Linked DNA regions of Mus musculus: regions 1 and 3 are each linked to region 2. A link is a contact called in public HiChIP or PLAC-seq and promoter capture Hi-C data. All regions are on one chromosome and are shown on one strand. The core of a region is the stretch at or near the end of the contact, and the rest is flanking DNA. Distances in the headings are between cores, read along the strand shown.

Region 1 (4,220 bases), core at 1,354-3,853, 210 kb after region 2:
AGCATTTCTAACGCAGAGCCCAGAGCAGAAGAACCAAACAGGAAGACGGCTGTGGGCAGAAGGAAGAGGAGGAAAGTGCAGGAGCCAAGGAGGTAGGCAGCCGTCCTCCCCAGCCCGCTGCTCTCCTAAGCCCTTCCCCGGTCATAGTGAGCCAGAATCAGAAGATCAGGTCACACGCACACTGCATGTGATCACAATGTACATCTTACAGCTTAGACCTGTAATCCTAGCACTCAGGAAGCTTATACATTTGACAACTAGGACTGCTGGACTAGTGGGATACACAGCAAGTTTCAGGCCAGCCTGAAATCAGTGTTTGCTGGTGTCTATGGGGACAGACAGACGAATGTGGAGTGACTGACATGCATTTGGAGTTTCCTGGGGGTTGATAGAAAACGTCCTAGAAATACTTAGTTACTCAGCTTTAATCCATGTTTCCAAAGGCTAATTTTTTTTTCTTTTTCTTGAGACAGGGTTTCTCTGTGTAGCCCTGGTTGTCCTGGAACTCACTCTGTAGACCAGGCTGGCCTCAAACTCAGAAATCCACCTGCCTCTGCCTCCCGAGTGCTAGGACCGAAGGCTAATTTATGGTATGTGTATAATCTCAGTTTTAAAATTGAAAAACTGCTAGGCATGATGGCATACGCCTTTAATCCCAGAAGCTGAAAGGCAAAGACAGTCCGAACTTGAGTTCTAGGAAAGCCTGGTCTACCTCTAAGTTCTAGGATATACAGGGCTACATAGTGAGACCCTATTTCAAAATTAATTAATTTTTAGAAACTGAGGCCAATGGTAGAAGCTCTGTTGTCAAATGCTCGAAGGTTAACTGCTTTCCTCCAAGTCTGTCATATCGAGTGGGAAAATCAGTTACTCTTTCCACTTTCTTCTTCATGCTTCTGATCCAGATTCTATACCTTCAGCCTTTGTAGTCTCTCCCAGATAGCTGCCCTTAAACTGTTCTTTCCCACAGATCGTTGTCCAACTCGAGTTCTCAGCCAAATAGGAGGACAGGAAGGACAAGACAAAGACAGCACCGACCTCAGACCAAAAGTGATGACGGTGGTGTGCAGGCTGCTGGACAGTGTCCTATTTGTGCAGGTGAACTGCATCAATCACCATGGGGGTGGGTGTCGTTCTAGACAATTAGTGGGCTCCAAGTACAATAGAAGACCCTGTCTCAAATAGTTGGAGAAGCAATACGATACGAAGTATCAGCCTCTGGCCTCCATAAGTGCATGCATATGGTACACACATACCAATCAGTTTTGTTACACACACAGTTTTGATTTGTCCAAGCCTGGCAGCAATGTTCTTTATGCTCATAGCTGATCTTTCCCAGTAGACTCAATGTTCTGTAAGGATGTCCATGTCCCTCTCCGCCTAGTAAATGTCTGATGGATGTCTGCAGACATATGATAGTGTCTCTCAGCAAGCACTTGCACTGTGGCAGCAGATACTCCCTTCAGCAACTGGGGATGGCAGCTTGCCTGGGAGCAGGCCCAGTTTAACTGTCTCCTTTTCTCCTTAGGTTTCTTCAGTATTGAGACTCTTCCCCAGCATGCTGCAACTTGTGGAGAGAGCCCCCCACCCCAGCCAGCTTCTCCTGCCTCCTTGTCTTCCTCGGAGTCCGTGCTGTGGGTCTCCTCCCCAGAGAGCTCGCCGCCACCTTCCTGGGTCCAGTGCCCTATCTGTGAATTACAGTTCTCAGCAAGAGAAATAGAAGAACATGCCAGCGTGTGTGGGGAAGTTTTGCCAGCCTGAGCAGTGACGTTCTGTTGACCCTTTATGTTGGAGCCTGGGGAATGGATCTCTGGTGGCTAAGAAGGGTTGGGTCCCCTCCCTCCAGCTATTACTCAGGACTCCGCCTGCCTGAGAACACTGTGGACCCAGCTTGCTCCCCATTCCTGTTGTCAAGGCTTTGTCACTATGGTACCCAATTCTCAAAGGATATTTTCCCCTTAGAACTTCTTTGGTAGAATTGATGATCTCTCCAAGGCCTTAGGATACTATCTAGAATGTGTTACCTAATGCCCATTTTCCTGAATGAAAAACTGAGGCTCAGTCAGGGGGAAATAATGGCTGGGAATTATAAAGTTATGCTGTTTGGGAAGATGAGTGAATGAGTCTTGAGTGTGAAACTAACGAGTTCCATATGACCTTGACCTTCTGTGTTCTTCATGGGTATCTGTCTCAGATGTAGTCAGATGACTCTGAAACTTTACTTCTCATGGGTGTGAAATGGATCTTCAGTAACATGAAAACCCTCTTCCTACTCACATGGTTCTTAAGGGAGCCAGAGAGATTCCTTTCTAAGGAGTAGATGATTCTGGGCATGGCTTGTAAGGGTTTGAGCAAATCTCATTCCAACTATTTGAGATAGTTGGACCACAGTGTCTCCCCTGGAGCTGTGGTAGTTCAATTCTGCTTTAAAGAATTGTGCACGCTTCCCTTTTTCCCCAGGAGACGTCATCATGTGGCACTAACACCCGTTCCCCTTGTCCCCAAGGTACGAGGCAGGGAGAGAGCAGCTGGTCCTGATGAAGGGAGGGCACAGGGTGGGGCTTTGGGTAGAAATAAAAGAGAATGCTAGGCACAGTCAAGGGAGAGGCAGAGCTGGAGTTCAAGCATTCAGCCCCTGCCCACAGAGGTGGGTGCAGCCATGGACCCCCTTTCGGTAAGAGACCCCTGCTTTCCTCCCCTCTTCATCCCAGTCCCCGGGGATGCAGGGACAGCCTGCTGCCAGACAAGTCTGGGATGCTGCTGCTGGTGGGAGAGCCCTCGGATCCCTGATCCAGGGCCTAGAAGAAAAGAGCAAAGGGCTGGGCCTGGTAGAAGAACAGGACCAAACACTAAGGAGTAGAGATGCTCCCCAAAGTAGAAGACAGATTGAGAGCGGGTGGTGGAAGGGAACATCTTAAGGTCCTGCTAGAGCCCTCTGCATAGACAAAGGGTTTAGGGAAAGCCCAGCTTGAAGACCCTCCATGTGTGCGTGTCTGAACTTGTCCTTCAGAGAGAGAAACAGCTAGAAGATCAAGCAAGCTGGGATCCTATTCTTGCCAGATTCTGTGTGCTTGTGTGTAGGTTAGGTACCTAGTGTGGCCCCGACCACCTACTCTAATCACCTCTTCAGGGAACTGACACTGGGCCCTGCTACGTGGGATTTTTTATAAGAGTGGAAGTGAGCAGAGTAAACACTCCCCACACTAGCGTTTCCTAAGTGAATCTACATAATAAAATGGTGAACAAGACAGTATGTGTTGCCGATCTGTGTTTGGGACGAGGAAGGCATGATAGCTGATTACAGAAGGTAATCTTGGGAACTCAGAGTGCTATCTCTCCTTCACCTAGCCACAGCCCAACTGGACTGAGATTGTGAACAAAAAGCTCAAATTCCCCCCCACACTCCTGCGTGCCATCCAGGAGGGCCAGCTGGGTCTTGTGCAGCAGCTGCTGGAATCCAGTTCCGATGCCTCGGGTGCTGGGCCAGGTGGTCCTCTGCGGAATGTGGAAGAGTCTGAGGACCGCTCCTGGAGGGAAGCCCTCAACCTGGCCATCCGCCTGGGCCACGAGGTCATCACTGATGTTCTGCTGGCCAATGTCAAATTCGACTTTCGGCAGATCCACGAAGCCCTGCTAGTGGCTGTGGACACAAACCAGCCAGCAGTGGTGCGTCGCCTGCTAGCGCGGCTGGAGCGGGAGAAAGGTCGAAAAGTAGACACCAAGTCTTTCTCTCTAGCCTTCTTTGACTCATCGATTGATGGCTCCCGCTTTGCCCCTGGTGTCACTCCACTCACACTGGCCTGCCAGAAGGACCTGTATGAGATTGCCCAGCTGCTTATGGACCAGGGCCATACCATTGCTCGGCCCCACCCAGTTTCCTGTGCCTGCCTCGAGTGCAGCAATGCCCGCCGATACGACCTGCTGAAGTTCTCACTATCCCGAATCAACACCTACCGAGGCATTGCAAGCCGGGCTCACCTCTCGCTGGCCAGTGAGGATGCCATGCTGGCCGCTTTTCAGCTCAGCCGGGAGCTCAGGCGCCTTGCACGAAAGGAGCCTGAGTTTAAGGTTTGTTACCCCCCCCCCCCATTTCTTAACTCCATCCTGCCCTCAGTGCCCTGTGTCTGTTGTTGCACTGGGACAGGATTGGGCTTTGTGGTGGCTGTTGTAGGAAGTTTGAGAAGTGGGAAACAGCAAGCAGGGATGGAGCCTCTTGTTTT
Region 2 (3,796 bases), core at 296-2,795:
CTCCACTCTAGGCTTCCTTTGCTTTCTTCATTCCAGGAGACAGCCGGCCGAGGTTTAGTGGCCTAGGAAACAGAGCTGTGTGGAGCAGGTAGTGGGAATGCAGCCCAGGAATGGAGCCTGAGATTGGGCGAGGCCATTCAGCTGTTAATTATTGCATGTGTGCAACAGCAGGCCTCTGTAGGGATGCGATTAATAGTACAGGCTCCGTTCTTGGGATGTGTATGGCAAAGGCTGGCCTAGCATGTGTGAGGCCCTGGGTTCAATCCCCAGCATTGCAAGTAAACAAATAAACAAACAGCTGGGTGGTGGCACATGCCTAGTATGTGTGAAGCCCCAGTTTCAATCCCAGCATTGCAAATAAATAAACAAACAGCCGGGCTGTGGTGGTGCATGCCTTTAATCCCTGCACTCGGGAAGCAGAGGCAGGCAGATCTTTGTAAGTTTGAGACCAGCCTGATCTACAGAGAGAGTTCCAGGATAGTCAAGGCTACACTGAAAGACCCTGTCTCAAACAAACAAACACCTCACATTGTGTCTTGAGCTGCTAAGATCCTTTAAAATAATCCATCCACTACCAACACCCATGTCCTATTATACACATGAATAGGATGAGCCCCAGAGGACCACACCAGAGCCAATGGCAGGACTGTCACTAGAACACAGGCTTGCAACTTCCAGGCCTGTTGTATAGAATCAGAAGATCCCATGTCCCCAACTTCTCTCAGCTACAAGTTCCCCCAACCTCACCAGCCAGGCTATCACCCACTTCCAGTCACAAGACCCTGATGGCCTAACCTTTCTGACGAGAGCCTCAGTGCTGTGGAAGCCCAGGCTTCCTTTCCTTCTCCACTTGCTCACCTCCCACTCCTGTGACAGATCTTTACAGGCGTGGGGGCGTGGGGGGAACCCTTAAGGATCTGAGCTAATTTTGACATCACCCACATTTCACTGCAGCCAAAACAGGACCCCGTCCCCCACCCATCCCTTACTGGGAGCCCAGGATGGCGCTGCTGTTGGATAAAGGAGTGGGGAGTAGATTTGAGCAGGAGACTCGGAGTTGTTGATCAGTTACCTGTGCGTGTGTGGCCCCAGAGGAAGGCTCCAAATTGGACATAGATGTGGGAGCTGTCTCAACCGAAATTTAAGTGAGATAGTAGAGACCACTACATTGGTGAATGTCAGGAGAAAGAGAAAAGGAAGGAGGGGAAGGAAGGCAAGGAAGAAGGGAAGGAGGAAGGAGAGAGAGGAGGCAATTTGGACTCTGGGGGAAAATTAGCCAAAGAACAAGGCCCTACAAAGAGAGACAGGCTCCCAGGAGGTCCCTGGTTCTGTCTTGCTACCCTTCGCCCTGGCCACTGCCATGTACCTGAATCCTGTGACACACCAGGAGTGTTTGTCTACTGAAGATCACAACAGGTTGGGGACTTCTAGAGCCGTCAGCCTCCTTTCTTGTTTATACTTCCAGATCAGCCTGCTGACTGGGGAAGGGTGGGCCAGGTATCTATAAAGCCTAAAGCTGGAGGCCCTTCTAAGCTGTCTCTGCCCCGGGGCTGATTATTAACTGGCCTTTATGGCTCCTCTATTGCAAGAGTGAGGTTTGCCCCCTGGGTGATGCTCCTGAGCTCTACAGCTTCTGAATAATTAACCTTTCCAGTGAGGATTTGAGGTGAAGATTGAGCTGGGGCCTGGAGTGAACACCCTGCCCTGCCTCAGCTCCTGCCTGAGTGAGGAAAAAAAGAAATAAAAAGGAGGCCATGACAGCCCCTAGGTATGGTGGAGGAGAAAGTTTATTGTAGATATGGAGAAGAGCCTAGCCAGAAAAGCATTTGGAAGGGCCCAGAGTGAACAAGACCCTGAGCTGGGTCATGGGAGGGGAGAGGGGAAAGCCATGAGACCAAAAGTGCAAAAGGGTAAAAAGACCAGCTTAGCCAAAATGACTGCATTCTATAGAGAAGAACCACTAGAAGAAGGGTGGCCCAGGCCCTGGGCTGGAGAAGGTTTAGGTCAGGGAACCAGGCACGCCAACCAGGAGGATCCTGAAAACAAGCAGAGACTGGGGGATGCTAGGAGAGCTAGGCAGCTTGTGTAGGACCTCCATCAGCTATTTGACTGCATTTGAGCCCTAATGCCCTGAATGTTGAAGTGTTGTACCCATCCGGAGCCTAAGTGTTGAGATCATTTGACCACTAGGGAGGGACAGAATTTCACAGTCACCTTGGAGCCAGTCCAAGAAGTATCTCCCTGAGATAGCAGCTTATTATCAGCAAAACTGACTGTCAGTGTCTAGTCTGGCCCAGCCTGCTAGTGTCTTGTGACCAGGCTGAAAAAACAGGAAGGTGTTTGACAACCCCCCACATCCAACAGTGGGATTAAAGGCCAGGAAGCAAGAGAAGGCCTCCAGATTGCAGGGGAGAGAATCCTGAGCTTTGGTGAGTATCGGGCCCCCGATGTGCGCCATTCACACTGTTCAGGGCTGTGGACACTGGAGTTTGTCTACAAGTCTGGTGTCGTTCGTTTGCTTGAGAGAAGTCTATCAGGCATCCTGGAGCAGCATTCTAAGGCTTATGACTCCACACTACTTCTCCTGCCTGATTTTTTTTTTCTTTTCTTTTTGAGACAGGGTTTCTATGTGTAGCCCTGGCTGCTCTGGAACTCACTCTGTAGACCAGGCTGGCCTCGAACTCAGAGATCCACCTGCCCTCTGCCTCCCGACTGTTGGGATAAAAGTCTGCCTTTCTTTCTTTCTTTCTTTCTTTCTTTCTTTCTTTCTTTCTTTCTTTCTTTCTTTCTCTCTTTCTAAACATTTTTTTTTTTTTTTTTTGCTTTTTTGGTTTTTCGAGACAGGGTTTCTCTGTATAGCCCTGGCTGTCCTGGAGCTCACTTTGTAGACCAGGCTGGCCTTGAACTCAAAAATCTGCCTGCCTCTGCCTCCCGAGTGCTGGGATTAAAGGCGTGTGCCACCACGCCCGGCTACATTTATTTATTATATATGTAAGTACACTGTAGCTGTCTTCAGACTCCCCAGAAAAGGATATGAGATCTCATTACAGATGGTTGTGAGCCACCATGTGGTTACTAGGAATTGAACTCAGGACCTCTGGAAGAGCAGTCAGTGCTCTTAACCTCTGAGCCATCTCTCCAGCCCCCACAAGTCTGTGTTTCTGATCATTTCCAGCTCTGTCCACTAGAATTCTGCTTGTACTTCTTTACAAGCAAGCGCAACCTTATTGCTGACTCTTGGATATATATGTCCCCACTGTCCCCACTGTCCCCACAAGACCTTTGCAAGGGATTCTTTCCAGTCACATCCTGTCCATTAAGCTGAGACTATCATTTGTGTTCCATTACTGACAGGATGAACACCTGGATTCTTTAACTCCCCAGCACCTCTTATCTGCGATAAAATGGCATTGTCTCTCTCCTGCTTCAGATGTGCACATTTTGAGAAGTGGAGAGCAAGAATACAGTATGACATCTCTTCTCAGAGACTACAGGTGGCTTCCTTAGGCTGATGGTGAAGTTGTTTTAGTGGGCAGCTGTAGGCTGAGGTCTGTCTTTAGTTACTTTTCTGTTGCTGTGATAAAACATCCTGACCAAGGCAACTTATAGAAGGGAGGGATTATTTGGGGTTTACATTTGAGAGGGGTAGGAAGTCCCATTGTGGTGGGGGAGTGTAAGAACAGGCAGGCATGGACGCTGAAGGTAGAAGTTGACAACTGAGAGCTCACACCTCAAACTGCAAACAGGGAGGAAAGAGAGGAGGGGCAGAGAGGGAAGTGGGGAGAGAGTGCAAGCT
Region 3 (4,077 bases), core at 1,156-3,655, 190 kb before region 2:
GACAGAGGGCCTGGTGCTGTTATTACTGTAAACAGGGCCTTCTGGGCGGCTCCAACCAGGGTCCTGTTGCCCAGATAGTGATCATGATTGGGTCTGCATGGCTCAGTGCTTCCAGGCCTCTGATGCAGGTGGGACAGAGCTCCCCACTCTTCAGCCCCTCCCTGGTTGCAGCTGAGGGCCAGTTCCTGCAAAAGATCCGGAAATCAGTTGGAACAATGCTTGATTGAAGTTCGCTGGCCGCTTTGTATTGATTGGTCATAAAGAAAAAGGAAGAAAAGTGAGGTGGTGTCTTCTTTCTTTCCCTGAGAAGAGCTAGTCCTAAATGACTTAAATGTGCATCTGCCTGCCTAGGACTTCTTCCTTCCTGCAAGCACCCAAGCCGAAGGAATTACCCTTTTAGATGTCTTACTGGGTCAGGTCTGCTGGGAATCTATTTCTCAGTTTTTATTTTGGTGCTATATGTATTTTTTTTTAATAATTTAGGCTTATTTATCTTTATTATGTGATTGTTTTGCCTGTGTGTGTGTGTGTGTGTGTGTGTGTGTGTTTCTTCTGGAGGTCAGAAGAAGATACTGAATTCCCTAGAACTGGAGTTAACAGGTAGTTGGAAGTCACTACATAGATTCTGGGAACCAAACCCAGGTCCTCTGCGAGAATAACTTAACAGCTGAGCAGTCTCTCCAGCTCTAGATGCTACACACATTTAAAATGATAATGTTTTAGAAGTAATAGGGACTGCAGAGAAAAATAAGGCCCACAGAGGTAGATTTATCCTGAGCAATACATCAAGTACCTGACAGCTGTGGTTAGAACCCATGACCATCAGCCCTCCAGACCATGTCCCCACTCCTGAGTCTGAGATGCCTCGAACATACTTATACACAGGAGCCTAAGTACTTTGAAAAAGACTGCTGCCGCAGGTTTTCCACCACAAGACAGAGCAGTATTGGTGGCAGATTGGTGTTTGCAGGTGCTATAGAGAGACTCAACCCTGAGAACTCCCATGTGCCAACTGCCAGGGCAGGAATGGGGTGGGAGGTGGGGCAGATGAAAACAGTTCATTTCTGGAGGGTACTGGTGACTGAGGAAGTTAGACAAAGCAGCCAAATGTTAACTGTTTTAATACAGATTAGCACGGGGGACTGGGAAGGAAACAGACCATTTTAGGGAAACCTTAGAGGATGAAACTTGAAAATGATTAAGAAAAAATGAGCAATGCTGTGGTCACTGTTGTGAAAACAACAATAGAACTTGCAACTGCAAGGAAGTGCTCAGAGCAGAGAGTGAGGTCAGCCTGCTGCCCTCCGGCTCTCACCAGAAGAGCGACGTCTCCTCTTGGCCTTTGGCCTGCTGGCCTCTCACATCCCTGGTTACTAGAGAAGACTTTTTTTCCTTCTTTGCTCTTAGGCTCTGCTACTGACTGTCTTCCCTTACCGGGGGTAAGCAGTTTATTTTTTTGTTTGTCTGTTTGTTTGTTTGATTGCTTATCGAGACAGGATTTCTCAATGTAGCCCTTGCTTGTCCTAGAACTGGCTCTGAGACCAGGCTGGCCTTGAACTCAGAGATCTGCCTGCCCCTATCTCTAAAGTGCTGAGATTAAAGGCTTGAGCCACCACTGCCCACCCAGTGGCAGTTTATTTTCTATCCACAGATATGTTCGGGTAATTGCTATATTTTTTATGCCATCCTGATTTACTCAGGACATCAGGTGTAGTGGCAAGGAGCCCTTATCACTGAGCCATTTCCCCCAGCCCTCTCCCATCACTAGTGTAAATGGCCAATGATACTAATGGCATAAGCATCGCTGTTTTCATAGTGCTTTAGTATATACCAAGTGTCTTAACTGGCTTGATTTATTTGACTTATTATCTCTTGACACCCCTATGTATGATATACATATACAGTAAGGCGGGGAGAGGGGCGAGCTCTGGAAGACAAGGTTCTGTTACATAGCTCTGGTTGACCTTGATTCATGGTGATCCTCCTGCCCCAGCCTACTGAGTGCTGGCATGCACCACCATACATAACCAGGTCCTGTCCTTTCACTAACAGAAACAGTGAGCAGGAGCTGTTGTGGGAGGGAACAGAGAAAAGCCAAGTTATACATTTATCCATGGGCCACCCCTCAGTAAATGGCTGGCAGTGAATGTGTTTGAACTGAGGTTTTTTCTGCCTTGTATACCCTGGGAGTTGTGCAGAAGCTGGGACTCAACTCTAGCTGTGTGCTGTGTTCTCCTGTCTGCTACCCTGAGCCATCCCCAGTTAGTATCACCCACCAGTGCCCCGCCAAGCAGAAGAGTTAGTTCATTAGAGAGAGCTGGCCACAAGTCTGAGCCCAGGAAAGCCTGCGGTGCCCACCCCCTCTCCCCAGTGCAGCGCAGGCTGCTCGGCCCTGACTGGCAGCCTGCATTAAGCATTCTACTCATCATCTCAGGGATGATGGAATCCTAACCTTTTCGGAGACACCGTGCTCTGTCACAAGCATTGCTCTTTTTAAAAGAGATTAATTCACTTGCCGCATTTTGTCCATTGGTGAAAATCACCAGGGGGAGCAAGGGTGGCTTTCTCTGGCCTCTGAGGCCCTTTCAACTACTCTCAGCAGGCAGTCCCCGCCCCACCCCATACCCAGCCCGCTCAGGACTTTGAAATGAGTGCCTGCTGGGCATTTACTTGACAAAAAGCAGCAAAATGAACTAGGGAGATGTGGGTTGTGAAGTCCTAACTTTGGGGGATGCTCTGCTCTGAGGGAAAGCAGAGGAGACACAGTGCCCTCCCCACCCCAACTCAGCACCTCAAGTGGATAACTTGTGGTTGGGTTTGCTGTGGTGCTAGTGAACTTCTCTGGTTCTTCCTCACGTTACAGAGAGCCCCACAGGTATGCTATGTCTCTCAATCCCCACAACCACCTTGCATGAGAGAGGTTAGCATCCTCTCCTTCACAGCAAGTGACCACAGAGCCTGGATCCTTGCTGTCTTCCATTACACCCTGGCCCCAAGAGGCTGCAGAGAGTAATTGTCAGTCACGAGCTGGGCTTGAGGCTGGTCTCCTCCTGTGACTGGCCCCAGGTTGCAGAGCCCTGCCCTGATATGTACGTGTGGATATGGAAATGGCAGAGTGCAGTCCTCACTGACCTCAGTGAAGCTCACTGAGGGGTGTGACTGCTTAGGGTGCTGGGATAGTAAGTGCAGAGCTTTGCTTTGCGCTAGACTAGACACAGGGCTTCTGACTTCCCAGACAAGGTTTTAGTGTATATTTCAGGCTGGTCTTGAACTTGCAGCAATTCTAATGCCTCAGCCTCCCAGTGAAAGATATGTACTACAATGCTGAACTGGCCTTACAAGAGTTTTCTTTTGTTTTTTCTTAAAACTAACAAAAAAAAGAGTCTTTGCAGAAAAAACAAACCCATATATGTAAGTAGTTCAAATTTTTCATTATCACAAGTTAAAAACAGCAGTATATCCTTTGTACTCCTTAGATTTGTAATCCCAACATCCAGGAGGCTAATACAGGAGGTTCATGAGTCAAGGCCAGCTTGGGATGCTTAGTAAGTTCAAGGCTGATATAGGCAACATAGTAAACTTTGTTTCAAAACAAAAATAAAAAGTCTTGTATTGCAAAGTGTCTCAAGACAAGGCATGCACAGAGGACCCCTTTCTTGCTGGTATAAAGGTCAATAGAACAAGATTATCCTAAGGATACTGGCCCTGTTGTTCACACCACATACACGCATGCATGCCTGTGATCCACACAACTTCCATTCCCAAGGAAATGGTTTCATAGGTCCCAAGGAACATGGAGAGGATGTCCTTTGAGCATTGTTTTTGGTGGCTAGCTGGGTATCCCTGGGAGAGGATAGGGGAAAATGTGATGGATTGTTCTGGTCCCCTCTTCTCATGGCCATGGATAATAAAGAAGGTAAGAAACCTGGGTATAAATTTTCTGTGGGGAAATAAAATCTGCTTTTGCACAAACTCTGTGGTATCATAGAAGCATTTGGTTCTGAAGTAGATGTATCTGAAGTACAACAGTAGATGAAGTTCTGGTCCTTTCTGTGATTCTGAAGGAAGCTTAGATAG

What was found. HiChIP or PLAC-seq counts read pairs in DNA pulled down with a chosen protein or histone mark. Capture Hi-C pulls out chosen DNA fragments and counts their contacts.
Region 1: a promoter capture Hi-C map of pancreatic islet shows a contact between it and region 2. The contact joins the promoter of Trpc2 here to the promoter of Folr1 in region 2. A contact is called at or near these places in 2 of 39 promoter capture datasets (liver and pre-B cells), 1 of 15 datasets of contacts at CTCF or cohesin (large pre-B cells), 2 of 115 datasets of contacts at active chromatin or transcription factors (both in embryonic stem cells) and 3 of 9 other capture datasets (adipose tissue, liver and pancreatic islet).
Region 3: an H3K27ac HiChIP or PLAC-seq map of embryonic stem cells shows a contact between it and region 2, with 6 read pairs. The contact joins the enhancer-like site here to the promoter of Folr1 in region 2. A contact is called at or near these places in 16 of 39 promoter capture datasets (the 3T3-L1 cell line, 3T3-L1-derived adipocytes, the HPC-7 cell line and 11 more), 1 of 15 datasets of contacts at CTCF or cohesin (large pre-B cells), 14 of 484 Hi-C or Micro-C datasets (CD4 T cells, the HPC-7 cell line, LSK cells and 9 more), 11 of 115 datasets of contacts at active chromatin or transcription factors (the HPC-7 cell line, embryonic basal ganglia, embryonic stem cells and 6 more) and 5 of 9 other capture datasets (adipose tissue, embryonic stem cells, liver and 2 more).

The regions. Positions count from the first base shown.
Region 1 is chr7:102,080,513-102,084,732 of GRCm38.p6, forward strand. It overlaps Trpc2 (transient receptor potential cation channel, subfamily C, member 2), which reads left to right and starts at 2,604. Exons shown (of 13, transcript NM_001109897.2): 1 at 2,604-2,674; 2 at 3,349-4,068. The coding sequence starts at 2,660. It overlaps Xntrpc (Xndc1-transient receptor potential cation channel, subfamily C, member 2 readthrough), which reads left to right. Exons shown (of 22, transcript NR_104582.1): 8 at 17-92; 9 at 971-1,098; 10 at 1,529-1,929; 11 at 3,349-4,068. Xndc1 (Xrcc1 N-terminal domain containing 1) reads left to right here. Exons shown (of 11, transcript NM_001286689.1): 9 at 17-92; 10 at 971-1,098; 11 at 1,529-3,250. The coding sequence ends at 1,761.
Region 2 is chr7:101,869,243-101,873,038 of GRCm38.p6, forward strand. Folr1 (folate receptor 1 (adult)) reads right to left here and starts at 1,546. Exons shown (of 7, transcript NM_001252554.1): 1 at 1,367-1,546; 2 at 1-62. It overlaps Gm35597 (a long non-coding RNA gene), which reads left to right and starts at 1,469. Exons shown (of 3, transcript XR_378387.3): 1 at 1,469-2,429; 2 at 3,355-3,494.
Region 3 is chr7:101,681,801-101,685,877 of GRCm38.p6, forward strand. The region is part of intron 2 of Clpb (ClpB caseinolytic peptidase B); the gene reads left to right. Among named protein-coding and RNA genes, the nearest start is that of Clpb, 20 kb to the left of the region's middle. Within about 2 kb of position 2,406, at least 21 of the 459 cell types and tissues checked have an H3K27ac peak or open chromatin away from gene starts, as enhancers often do. A contact at or near this core is called in embryonic stem cells and epiblast stem cells, where this site is marked.